Linked DNA regions of Mus musculus: all the other regions are linked to region 1. A link is a contact called in public HiChIP or PLAC-seq and Micro-C data. All regions are on one chromosome and are shown on one strand. Each heading gives the region's core, a stretch centred on a gene start, on an enhancer-like site or on the middle of the called end of the contact. The rest is flanking DNA. Distances are from core to core; before and after follow the strand shown.

The links. A called contact is a pair of places that touch in the nucleus more often than the background predicts. HiChIP or PLAC-seq counts read pairs in DNA pulled down with a chosen protein or histone mark.
Region 2: a FOXA1 HiChIP or PLAC-seq map of pancreatic cancer cells shows a contact between it and region 1. The contact joins the promoter of Muc1 here to the promoter of Arhgef11 in region 1. A contact is called at or near these places in 1 of 39 promoter capture datasets (pre-B cells) and 1 of 115 datasets of contacts at active chromatin or transcription factors (pancreatic cancer cells).
Region 3: a contact with region 1 is called in a Micro-C map of embryonic stem cells, with 5 times the contacts expected there. The contact joins the promoter of Mab21l2 here to the promoter of Arhgef11 in region 1. A contact is called at or near these places in 5 of 39 promoter capture datasets (cranial neural crest, hippocampal neurons, liver and 1 more) and 1 of 484 Hi-C or Micro-C datasets (embryonic stem cells).

Annotation. Positions count from the first base shown.
Region 1 is chr3:87,615,565-87,619,433 of GRCm38.p6, forward strand. It overlaps Arhgef11 (Rho guanine nucleotide exchange factor (GEF) 11), which reads left to right and starts at 1,995. Exons shown (of 40, transcript NM_001003912.2): 1 at 1,995-3,228. The coding sequence starts at 3,197.
Region 2 is chr3:89,227,295-89,231,163 of GRCm38.p6, forward strand. Muc1 (mucin 1, transmembrane) reads left to right here and starts at 1,762. Exons shown (of 7, transcript NM_013605.2): 1 at 1,762-1,883; 2 at 2,617-3,869. The coding sequence starts at 1,826.
Region 3 is chr3:86,546,217-86,550,085 of GRCm38.p6, forward strand. It overlaps Mab21l2 (mab-21-like 2), which reads right to left and starts at 2,067. Exons shown (of 1, transcript NM_011839.4): 1 at 1-2,067. The coding sequence starts at 1,475. The coding sequence ends at 396. The region is part of intron 40 of Lrba (LPS-responsive beige-like anchor); the gene reads left to right. It overlaps Gm31677 (a long non-coding RNA gene), which reads right to left. Exons shown (of 5, transcript XR_375777.3): 3 at 2,735-2,798.

The DNA.
Region 1 (3,869 bases), core at 745-3,244:
ATTGGTAAGACAGCTACTGTTGGACCACAACCAGTAAACCAGTCTAATAAATCCCATATGTGACTGCTCAGAGATTGTGGGCAGCCTGAGATACTTAGTGAAAACACTATCTCAAAACAAAGATACAAGCATCTGGAGATAAGGCTTAGTAAAAACATGCATGGCAAGTACAAGTTCAACCCTACTGTGTGACAGACATTTCCTGAGAAGATGTAACCAAGTATCTACCCACTCCAGAAAGGGACTAAGAGCAGAACACAGTATAGAGACCACCACAGTCCAATTTGGGGAACCAATGAGTCTTATTAGGGCTGCTTACAGAAACGTGGGTAGGGTCTTTCTTATAGGAACAGAAATGACTTAAAGACAGTAGCATCCCCAAAGAGCATCCCACCAAAGCTGGAAACCTGGAGCACACTGCACACTCTACAGCAGCTCACCATACTGTAGTGTTCTCTCTAGGTAGGTAGCTCAGTTGTTCTGAGCCTCTTCCAGGCTGCTTAGCTGGTCTTAAAGTTGGATTGTCTGAGGATGATTCTAAATCGTTCTTATTGATTACATATGCTTGGGGAGGGAGGGGTCTAGTGAATCTAGTCAGTTTCAGGAACCTTCTGAAGCTGTTTTGAGTTTGTACTTCCTGTCTGAAGGAGCTTCTCCACGGGATAGCATGTTTTACCTCTCCTTCGAACATTTTGCCTAAAAAATATGTTTCGCTTCCCTTTTCATATCCTATGTCTTATAGGATTTCTCTCCAAGAGAGAAGGTTCTGAGTGGAAACTGCTACCCAGCAACCCCCTAGAACACACATAAAGAGGCTGAGTTTGGGTGGCTGTGAACTTGCTCTCACAATGCTGAGAAGGGTAAGAGGGTGGCACTTACTCACCAGCCATTCTTGGCCTACTCAGCAAGCTGGGGCTGTGGAGAGAGACCAGGCTCCAGAGAAGGGGTGAGGTTGTTTGGCATTTGAGGAAGAATGCCACCCACACTTGTCCTCTGGGCTCCACAAGCACACCTGTGGAAGAGCGCAGCAATTGTTAAGGTTCAGATGGCAAGCACTCAGAAATTTCAAGAAGTTGTTTCAAGAGTCACAGTGCTGCTCCCCACGGTTATAGAAACAATATCAACTCCAATAGCTCTAGTGGTAGAGGTCAGTAGTCCACCGTCCTCATCCATGCGGAGATGGGTTTTTGCTGGTGCCTCTGCCTTTAGGGGTTTGTACTCCTAGAAGTAACCCCAATAAATCCACTGGCTGTTGAGAACAGGCTTCAGTAAAACTGTTGGTGCACTATCTAATGTTAACAGATGTCTGGTCTCACCAGGAAGTCACATATTACACACACACACACACAAAATAACAAAGTGTATTCATCAACCTGTACTGGAAAAGTCTCCTTTTTACTTCAATCTTTACTTCTGACTTCCGACAGTTACTTGAAGAGATTTAGAAACCGTGATTTCACGAAGGGGGTGTGTGTCATCGAAATAACATTGCCCTGCAAAGGCTTTTGCATTGAAATTAAAAGGCAGAGCCATACAAGATACCCAAGCTAAATCGAGTACAGCCGCGAGGGGAGAGACGGTGGGTGCTCAGAGGGGCGAGGGCACAGCTAAGAGGGTTCCTGGTAACTTGGAAAGGAGCGCGACAAATGAGTGAAAACGGGCAGAGGAGGACGGGACCGCAGCGAGAGCGCAGACAGAGGCGCGGCCAGCGGACACTGCGGAAACAAAGGTCGAGTCTCTGGGACAGCAGCACCGGGAGCAGCTAGGCCGCAGCGCGCGGACCGGGGGCGCGCGGGGCTGTGAAAGGGCGGGCGGCGCCAAGGAGGAGCCAGCGGCCGGCCCGGGCGAGCGGAGTCCGCCGTGGCGGGGCTGTGGCGAGGCGGGGCGAGGCGGGGCGGTGGCGGGGCGGGGCGGAGCGGGGGTGGGGCGGAGCCGGCCGGCGGCAGCGGGCTTGGCCTTAGCGAGCGAGCGCGCGCGGGGGCGGGGCCGGAAGCGCAGCGGCCGCGACGCGGACGCCGGGAGCGGCCGAGCGGGGAGGCTGTGGCTGGCGGGCGGGTGGGCACGGAGGCCGAGGCCGCGGCCCGGGCTCTCCGCGCCGCTGTGGAGGGCGCCCTGGCCCTAACCGAGCCGCAACAATACTAGGAGCGGGTCGCCGGACACGATCGGCGGGCGAGGGGGAAGCGGGACTACCGCTCCAGAGCGCTGCGGCGAGAGAGACTTTCGGAGCCTGGACGTGCTGGAGCACACAGAGCTGACTGAGGAAATTGTCTGAGAAAAAGGCCGATCTGAGGCTGGGTTAGGTGGAGGAACCTGCAAGTCGAAAGGGAAAAGAAGGTTTAAGATTTCCTGGGGGTTTGGCCAATGCTACCGTTTTGAAGGTAGAAAGCATTGCGCTTCAGGTGTTTTGTGATTGTTGTGTGTGTGTCTGCACAATTGGTTCATTTCAGAATTCAAAAACCTTTACTGTAGAAGAAGATGGTTGTTTTGTTTTGATTTTTAAAAGAAATCCGCAAATTTTGCTTCCCAGGGCTGCACTGGACCGTGTTGTGTACATACTGCTGTGTGGTTTTATTTATTTTAACTGTGCAAATCGTCTGGAAGATTTTTCTCCCAAGTGCCATTTCGGATTTGTTCAGCCTTTTTGTTTTGTTTTGTTTTGTTTTTGTTTTTCCTTCCCTGGAATAATTCTGCTGTTGGCATTTTAAGCATTTGGAAACCAGAGATTTTTTTTTTCAACCTTTGGAGCTTAAGGCTTCCCTGTCAACAGAAGGACAGCTGGGGAAACTGGATTGAAAGGATGGCTTTTATCTGTCTGCAACTAAGACTGATATTTTGAAGTCAGATTCTTTCTGTGGTTCAGTTTTTAGCCCGTAGGGCTAACCTTGAAGAGATTTGTGGTTAACAGTTTGGTTTCTAAGAAGGTCATAGTTTTTCCTCTCTTTTTTTCTTTTCATTTTCTTTTTTAAGACGAGGGAGGGGAAGGTTAAGGGTGAAGGAAGGAGGAGACCATGTTAACCGATAGAAGCAGAATAGCACTGCAGTTACCAGGGTCCTGACAGCTGGAAGAAACAAGGATTCAGTCTTCAACTTGGGAGGCCTTCCTCTCACCTTCCTTCAAAATTGCAAGGGACTCAGGCCTGATCAAGACGCCCAAAGAAACTACAGGATTCCAGAACTGTGGAGACACGGAGAAACCATGAGCATACGGTTGCCCCATAGTATAGACAGGTATGTTTAAATAATTGAGGATTTTTTTTTTCCAACACTTATTAAAATGACTGGGGGGGAAGTGTTGTGTTTGCCTGGCTGGGCTGTGGGATAGATAGGCTGTGGTCTATGAGGACTGTCAGTGTGTCAGTATATATGTTTCTGTACCCTCGGTGTGTGTTCATGTTCAAAATGTACCCCATAGTTGTGTGTCCTTTCTAACCAGTAAGCAGTGAGGCTGAGAGGAGGGGGTGATGCTTGCTGTGGCTTTTACCTTACACCAGGTATAAGGCTCACTCTGAGTCCCCCAGCTTGCTAGCCTAGGGATCAGGTTGGACCAAACCTGCTCATGTGAACCCACAGGGCTGAGTGGGGACTAGCTTTAGCTATCTGGGGAGGGTCGGGGGACGGCTGACAGGGCTGGGAGCCTCCATGAGGCTGATAGTTATGGAATGGTGGGGCACAGTGGTAGGTAGGGTGGTTCCCATTTAAAATGAGGAAGATGCTGTTGCCTGAAATGTTGGGACAGTGTCACCAGTGTCACCAGTGGTTGATAGAGCTCGGAAATGTTTAGGCCACATTAGGATTTCTTCTTCCAGTTGAGAGTTTAAATTGAGACCTACCAACAGGCTGATTGATGCTCCAGGTTTAATCTTCCAAGC
Region 2 (3,869 bases), core at 512-3,011, 1.6 Mb after region 1:
AGCCTGAACACCCGAAGAGTGAAAGGTGGCGAAAGGGAAAGGGTGAGGAGAGGAGGGGAGCCTCTGGTGCCCCGAAGGCCACTTTCCAACGCTAAAGCAGTGCGCGCGCTTGCTCTTTAAATACTCAGACTGAGAGGCGCAGAGCCATCGCCATGGTGACGGGTGTCCCAGCAACCGAATTGAATGGCTGTTGCCTGGCAATCCTGGGAGTTGGGGTTTGGTGCCGCCCACCTAAATACTTGTGGGCGAACTGACGTAGGGCGGCTCCACTCCGCCCGGAGCAGGCCTGACAAAGCCTCTCAGAGGCGGGACACACGGCGGGAGCGTGGGACCCACGCCTCCGTTCCTGCACCTCCGAAATGTTTTTAAAGTATTAGTTTCCGTCTTGTATTCGTTGGGACTAAGAACTGTTTGCCTACTACAGTTGTAACTGCTCCTGCTGGTTTACTCCGCAACCTCCGCTTGCGGGATCCGGCCTGGCATCCTCAGTCCGCGCTACTGTGAACCCAAAGCCCTCCCCAAATTCAACTGTTTCTGCCCTTCAGAACACCTTTCGTTTCTCCCTAAACACACACACAAACACACGGGTTTGCCTTGTTTCGAGTGCTTGTTCGCCCCAAATATTCCTTTCCCAGATACATCTCAACGTTCTCATGTTCCACGATCGGCCCACCTACTTAATCTCTTCCTCCTCAATATCTAGCTACCTAGACATAACCCGTCCTACACCCCACCCCCCACCATTCAATGTCATCACACAACTTGATGCCCCCCCTTCCAGATACCTTGGGGCTCCAACCACTTTTACCCTACCCGCAAACACCATCCCCAGAAGTCTAGTAGCCCAATTAATGACCCTTGCTTCTCCCCTACAGTGTGCATTCTTTCCTATCTGTCCGAGGCATTGATTCTTTTCGCCAAGGCACAATTAACTTCCTTAAGTTAATCTGTCTCAACTTGGGCTGTGCTGCCAAACTATCGGCTGGTGCGAGTACGCCGCGCGACGCTCGCGGTGACCACTAGAGGGCAGGCGTTTCCGGATAGAAGGGCCGGTCAACCTGCCACTCAAGGTGGAGGGTTGGGTAGGAAGGACCTTAGGCTTCAGTGGAGCCCAAGTTTAGTCCTTTTTAAGTGGAAATTTCCCCCACCGCCTTTCTCGGGAGAAAGCCAAAGAGAGACCCAGGCTACTGGAAAGTCTGGCAGGGGCGGGGATTGTGGTTTTCAGAGTACCGGGAACGGCTAGAAGGGCGGGGCTGTTCCGGGAAGTGGCGGGGGGGGGGGGGGTTCGGGGAGGGAGACTAAAACTAGCGACCTGTCCACTATTATCCAGCCCCCTTATGTCCTCTCAACTTGTGAGAAGTGGTGTTCAAGGACCCGCAGAGAGAATAGGAAAAGGGATCGGGGGACCTAGGGATGGACTTCCCATGTCTTGCTGTCCAGGGCCTTTCTGTGTTTCCTTTCCTCTTCTTGGCGGTCACTCTGGGACTAAAACCAGAGCCAGGGGGCCCCAGGTTTCCTCCACATACACACCTGGGGTAGTCAAGGAGCGGTTGGTAAAAGTGGGAGGCCAGATGGAGAAAAAACAGGTTGTCATAAGGTTGAGTGATTGGAGCCCAAGTACCCTACACAGGAATGACTGGGGGGGAGGAGGAGGAAAAGAATAGGGGAGGGGGCGGAGTTTTGTTACCTGTCACCTGCTCTGACTGTGCCTAGGGCGGGAGGGGGACTGGTATAAAGCAGCAGGCACCAGCCCTGTTCCACCTCACACACGGAGCGCCAGCCTTGAGTTTGTTTTCTAGCCCCTTCCCGCCTGTTCACCACCACCATGACCCCGGGCATTCGGGCTCCTTTCTTCCTGCTGCTACTTCTAGCAAGTCTAAAAGGTGAGAGGCGCAAGGTGGGGAGGGGCTGCGCTGTTCAGGTGGGACTCCCAGTCTTTCTGTGGAGTTTGCTTACTGGTAGATTATGAGAGTCATAAATGGCCATCCATACAGGTATGGCCCAGTATGTGCCAGGGGGGAAAAGAGGCTAAGGAAGGAGGCTGAGAAGAGGTGACCCCTCAGGAGAGTGGGCACTATAGTAGGCAAATAATACTCTTTGTGGGGAGTAGAGAAGAGAGGCTGTGTCAGGAGAAGTAGCTCCGGAGTGGAAGAATGGGGCCGTGTGCAGTGGTTCCAGTCTATAGTTCCCACACCCTGGACGCTCAGGTTCACAGAGAGTTCAAGGCCAGCTTAGGCTACAGTATGAATACTTGTCTCAAGTAGAGGAATAAATGAGCCAGAAGCAGAGGTGAGACCTCTGCTTAGGGAGGGAGGCTGTCAGGATGAAGGCAAACCAGGGGCTACCTGATGCTAACATGATCCCCCTTCCTTCCCCGGTTACTTTGTTTTCAGAGTTTATATTTTTCTTCTTGCTCTGATTTTTATTCATCAACCCAGTAGGTTTTTTTTTTGTTGTTGTTGTTGTTTTGTTTTTTTTTTCTTCAACTTTGGCTCTAGCCGGAACTAAAACATCACACATGTTATCCAAAGCGACCCAGTGTCCAACTCTGTTGATTAGTGCTGCGCTGCTGTGAGCATAAAAACAGTTTACCCCTAATCTTCCACTCTGGTTCAGGTTTTCTTGCCCTTCCAAGTGAGGAAAACAGTGTCACCTCATCTCAGGACACCAGCAGTTCCTTAGCATCGACTACCACTCCAGTCCACAGCAGCAACTCAGACCCAGCCACCAGACCTCCAGGGGACTCCACCAGCTCTCCAGTCCAGAGTAGCACCTCTTCTCCAGCCACCAGAGCTCCTGAAGACTCTACCAGTACTGCAGTCCTCAGTGGCACCTCCTCCCCAGCCACCACAGCTCCAGTGAACTCCGCCAGCTCTCCAGTAGCCCATGGTGACACCTCTTCCCCAGCCACTAGCCTTTCAAAAGACTCCAACAGCTCTCCAGTAGTCCACAGTGGCACCTCTTCAGCTCCGGCCACCACAGCTCCAGTGGATTCCACCAGCTCTCCAGTAGTCCACGGTGGTACCTCGTCCCCAGCCACCAGCCCTCCAGGGGACTCCACCAGCTCTCCAGACCATAGTAGCACCTCTTCTCCAGCCACCAGAGCTCCCGAAGACTCTACCAGTACTGCAGTCCTCAGTGGCACCTCCTCCCCAGCCACCACAGCTCCAGTGGACTCCACCAGCTCTCCAGTAGCCCATGATGACACCTCTTCCCCAGCCACTAGCCTTTCAGAAGACTCCGCCAGCTCTCCAGTAGCCCACGGTGGCACCTCTTCTCCAGCCACCAGCCCTCTAAGGGACTCCACCAGTTCTCCAGTCCACAGTAGTGCCTCCATCCAAAACATCAAGACTACATCAGACTTAGCTAGCACTCCAGACCACAATGGCACCTCAGTCACAACTACCAGCTCTGCACTGGGCTCAGCCACCAGTCCAGACCACAGTGGTACCTCAACTACAACTAACAGCTCTGAATCAGTCTTGGCCACCACTCCAGTTTACAGTAGCATGCCATTCTCTACTACCAAAGTGACGTCAGGCTCAGCTATCATTCCAGACCACAATGGCTCCTCGGTGCTACCTACCAGTTCTGTGTTGGGCTCAGCTACCAGTCTAGTCTATAATACCTCTGCAATAGCTACAACTCCAGTCAGCAATGGCACTCAGCCTTCAGTGCCAAGTCAATACCCTGTTTCTCCTACCATGGCCACCACCTCCAGCCACAGCACTATTGCCAGCAGCTCTTACTATAGCACAGTACCATTTTCTACCTTCTCCAGTAACAGTTCACCCCAGTTGTCTGTTGGGGTCTCCTTCTTCTTCTTGTCTTTTTACATTCAAAACCACCCATTTAATTCTTCTCTGGAA
Region 3 (3,869 bases), core at 817-3,316, 1.1 Mb before region 1:
TAATTATTTTCACTTGGTGACAATCACGCAAGCAACCCAAAACAAGGAGGGGCGGGCGTAAAGAAGGAAAAGAAGGGAAGCTACTATACATTGATTTGAAAAATGTACCTTGGGTTTCATTTTGTGTTCGCAAAGCCGGATTGCTTCTTTTGTGCGATCTTTAAATTCACATTGTTTGGAAGGAAACGATCATTTTTGTGCAAGAATGTTATTTTTGGGGTGGGGGGGTTGGTTGGTTTGCCCTCTTTTGTTTGCTTCTTAATTAGGATGTCTTCTGCCTACTCCCGTTCTTTCAGGTGATTTACATAAAAGTTTGTGTTTCGAGTTTTTGCTGTTGTTGTGTGTTCTGGGAGAGCATGCCCATTTATGTTGCTTTCCACGCAGTCGGCAGCACTCTATAGTTTGTCCAAGCTTTTGGGATTGGTGAGGATTTCCCTGGCCAATCTCCAGGTCTGCTTGGCAGCGCTCTCCAGGGCCGAGTGGGGCTTACCCTGGAAGAGGTCGAGGTTGGGCAAAAAGTAGTGAGGGCAGCGGCGGCACTGCAGGCAGGAGATGAGCTGTAGCAGGATGCCGTTCAGACGGTCGCCCAAGCAAGCCTCGTCCCAGTCCGTTTCCCTCGGGTGTTTCTCGCACTCGTACAGCAGCAGCGTCTTCATGTGGTAGTTATTGAGCGGCTGGCCAGGCAGCTCCAGGTGGCGGTCCCGCAGCGTCTTCAGCACCGAGAGGCACTTGTTTCTACAGCCGCCCATCAGCAAGCGGTTCTCCGCCTCACCGAACTGCAGCACCCAGGCGTCGCTTTCTGCGGAGCTCTGCTTGCCAGTCAGCGAGTAGCACTCCTTGGAGAGCAAGTTGAACCCTTCGGCCTTGACCTCCGCCACCCGATTGGGGCCGGGCCAGGGGATGTGGGGCATAGGCCACTGTGCCGCGCTGCGAGGCCAGATCCCGGTGCACTTGAACGCTGGGGTGATTTGCACCACGTAGCGCTCCCTGATGCGCAACTTGACCTCACTAGTGTCGGCGATCATCTTGACCACGTCCCGGTAGCTGCACTTGTCCACCGCCTGGGCTACTAGTGTCTGGAAACGCGAGCGGATCTTGCGCGCAGAAAGGTAGCCAGACGCTGTGATGAACTCGACCCAAAGAGACATGCTCCGCTTCCGCCCATCGCTTAGTTTGAGCACGGCACAGCCGGGCAGAGATCCGTCGTCCACGAAGTTGAAGACTCCCATCTGGTTGAGGTAGAGTACCACCTCGAACTCGGTGGGCGAGATTACCTCCAGCCCCTCGTAGCGGGCGTCAATCTCACTCAGAGAGCTGATGAAGCGGGGCTCTTGCACCTCCACTTCCTTTAGCACATCCGACACTACCTTGCAGACTTCTCGGATGGTCTTGGCGATCGCAGCCTTGCGCGCCTGGCAGCGCTCGGTGTAGTATTTATTGAGCTGGTAAACCAGCTTGGCCTGAGCGGCGATCATGTTGGGGCACAGGTCCGGGCTGTACACCGGCGTCTCGCAATACGTTGAGGGATCCAAGGCTCACGCACTGGTGGTGGCCCTGCGGCTGTGGAAAGGCGGTGCGTTCCCCCTGAAGCCCCAATTTCACTCTTGCTTTCCACCTGGGCTGACCGGCTGATGATATAGCCGGCTGGCCTTTTCTTTTCCCTCTTTGGAATTTTCTTTTCTTTCTTCCGCAGAAAATTAGAAATAATATTATTTAGGGGGGAAAGTACCTGCAAAAATAAAGACGAGCCTCTCCTTGTGCGGGAGAGATGGATGAAATCGTGAGAGAGAAAAAACTAGGTTACCAAGAGGCTAGGCTTAGATGTCCGCAGCAGCCACGATTGCCCAGATATCTGGAAATGAAGTCTTATAAGTGCCAAAGTAAATTTAAAAATAAGACAAAAACATTCAGTGGTTCATTCTGAAACTTCTCCCTCGATGGTTGGACGCCTTCGCTCAGCGTAGGTGATGCCTTCCTTACCCTCCCCCAAAAGGAAAGTGAAGGATGTAATTAATGCCCGGAGAGCAGCGAAGTACAGCTCAGGCCGCAGCGCACTCTGAGGTTTGCAGACGCCCCGCGCGGTCTCAGCGTGCTAGTCTCCTCTCTTCTCAGGGGGTTGTGTCGTAGCAGTTTTCCTGGCTTCCTACTGGAGGCGTTGTTTGGATTGGGTTGGTTTGTTTGTGGTGGGTTCTTCCTGCCTTTCTCTAGGTGCAAACTGCTGCAAGTTGTTTGATATTCTTTTCTGCCTCGTTATTTATACTTTTGGCCCTAGCAAAATCTATTTTAGTGTGACTAAATCGTTGCTTACGTTGTATCTGGTGTGCAGGTCTAAGGAGTCCGGGTTTTTCCTCTCCTCTGGGTTGCGTTTGCAGTCTCTACCTCATCCCCCTGTCCTCTGATACCTGCCCCCCACACTTCTCTCTCTCTCTCTCTCTCTCTCTCTCTCTCTCTCTCTCTCTCTCTCTCTCTCTCTCTCTCTCTCTCTCCTTAGTTTATGAATGGTTCTGGGCCACCGTGAAGGGGTGGAGCTTCAGTTCCTACAATCCCTATGCAAGCTGTCAGTGCTTTAGCCAATCCGAGAGAAAGAGAGAGAGAGGACAAGCTTGGGACCTCAGCAGCCACCACACTGCACTTGATAAAGGGGGCGTGGGGGGTGAGAAAATGGGACTAGACAGAAGCCAAATGCTCTCACTCGTTTCATAGTCCCATTTTCTTTTTTATCCTCTTTTCTTACCGTTGCAGTGAGGAGGAGAGTCTTCATAGAAGGGATTCTTCTCTGGGTATGGCTGGATCAATTCCTGCAAAGTAGTAGTGCTTTCAGTGAGCTTCACTTTTGGTTTTAAGTCTCTGAACATTCTGCAGAAGGTGCAGACTCTAACAAACTGTCTTTGGCTTGAAGGCAAATGAGAGCAGGAAGGGGAGCTTAAGAAAGGACTTAAATTTTGTAGTCCCCCCCCCCTTCTCTTTCCCTCCCATCCCATTGTTGCCAAGAGCTGGAGAATTGCTGTGTATGTGTAAAGGAGGGGATAGGATGACAGTCTATAACCATAAATCTCTTGTTAGTAATTTCCATATGCTGTTAAAAATACAGAACAGGACAAAAACTACTCCAGATATGTTTTTGATCCTTATTTCATAATTTAGATTTAGCTATCTTTGTGTCATTATTTTACTCTTATAGGAATTTACCAATAACTAGAGAGAAAATATGTGAGTTTTGAGAAACTGTAAGTTTATATATTAGCATACATTACTTGGTTATACTTGCTGATTGAAATAAGCTACCAAAATAGTTTAGACTTAAATTAAAATGAAGGAAAAAAATGAGCCTGAATTCAGGTTTTCTTAATTTTTTAAATACTGTGACGTTAATTGTGAACATATTCTTGGGCAGTACTGGTTTAGAATAATTTTATTTTCATAATTGATTCTTGCTTTTAAAGGAGTTGACTGGGATAAAAATCTATAACTTTACTGTTATTGATTACCCAGATGGCCTTCCTCCTCCCCTGCATCCCACTAAAACTCAGTCGCTCTTGTTCCTTAGAATATGTGTTATCCTTAACAAGCTGTGTGATTGCTGCCTCGTAGGACTTTTGGAAAAACAAGGGCTGCAGCAAGGTGATTCACTTGCTACTGGGAGTTTATCTCAGAATTTAAGATGCCAGGGCTCTCAGTTGTTTTAATACACTCAGGTAGTTAAGGGCTATTTTTAGGTTGATTTGGCAGATAATATTTAAGCCGTGGGTTATGCATAGGGAAAATAAAATCTTTAGCCCGTTTTTTTTTTTTTTTAAAAAGCTGTGTATAACTTTTGTAAAACCCCGTAGGAGAGCTTGACTTGCATTTTTTGAAACCTACCAGAACCT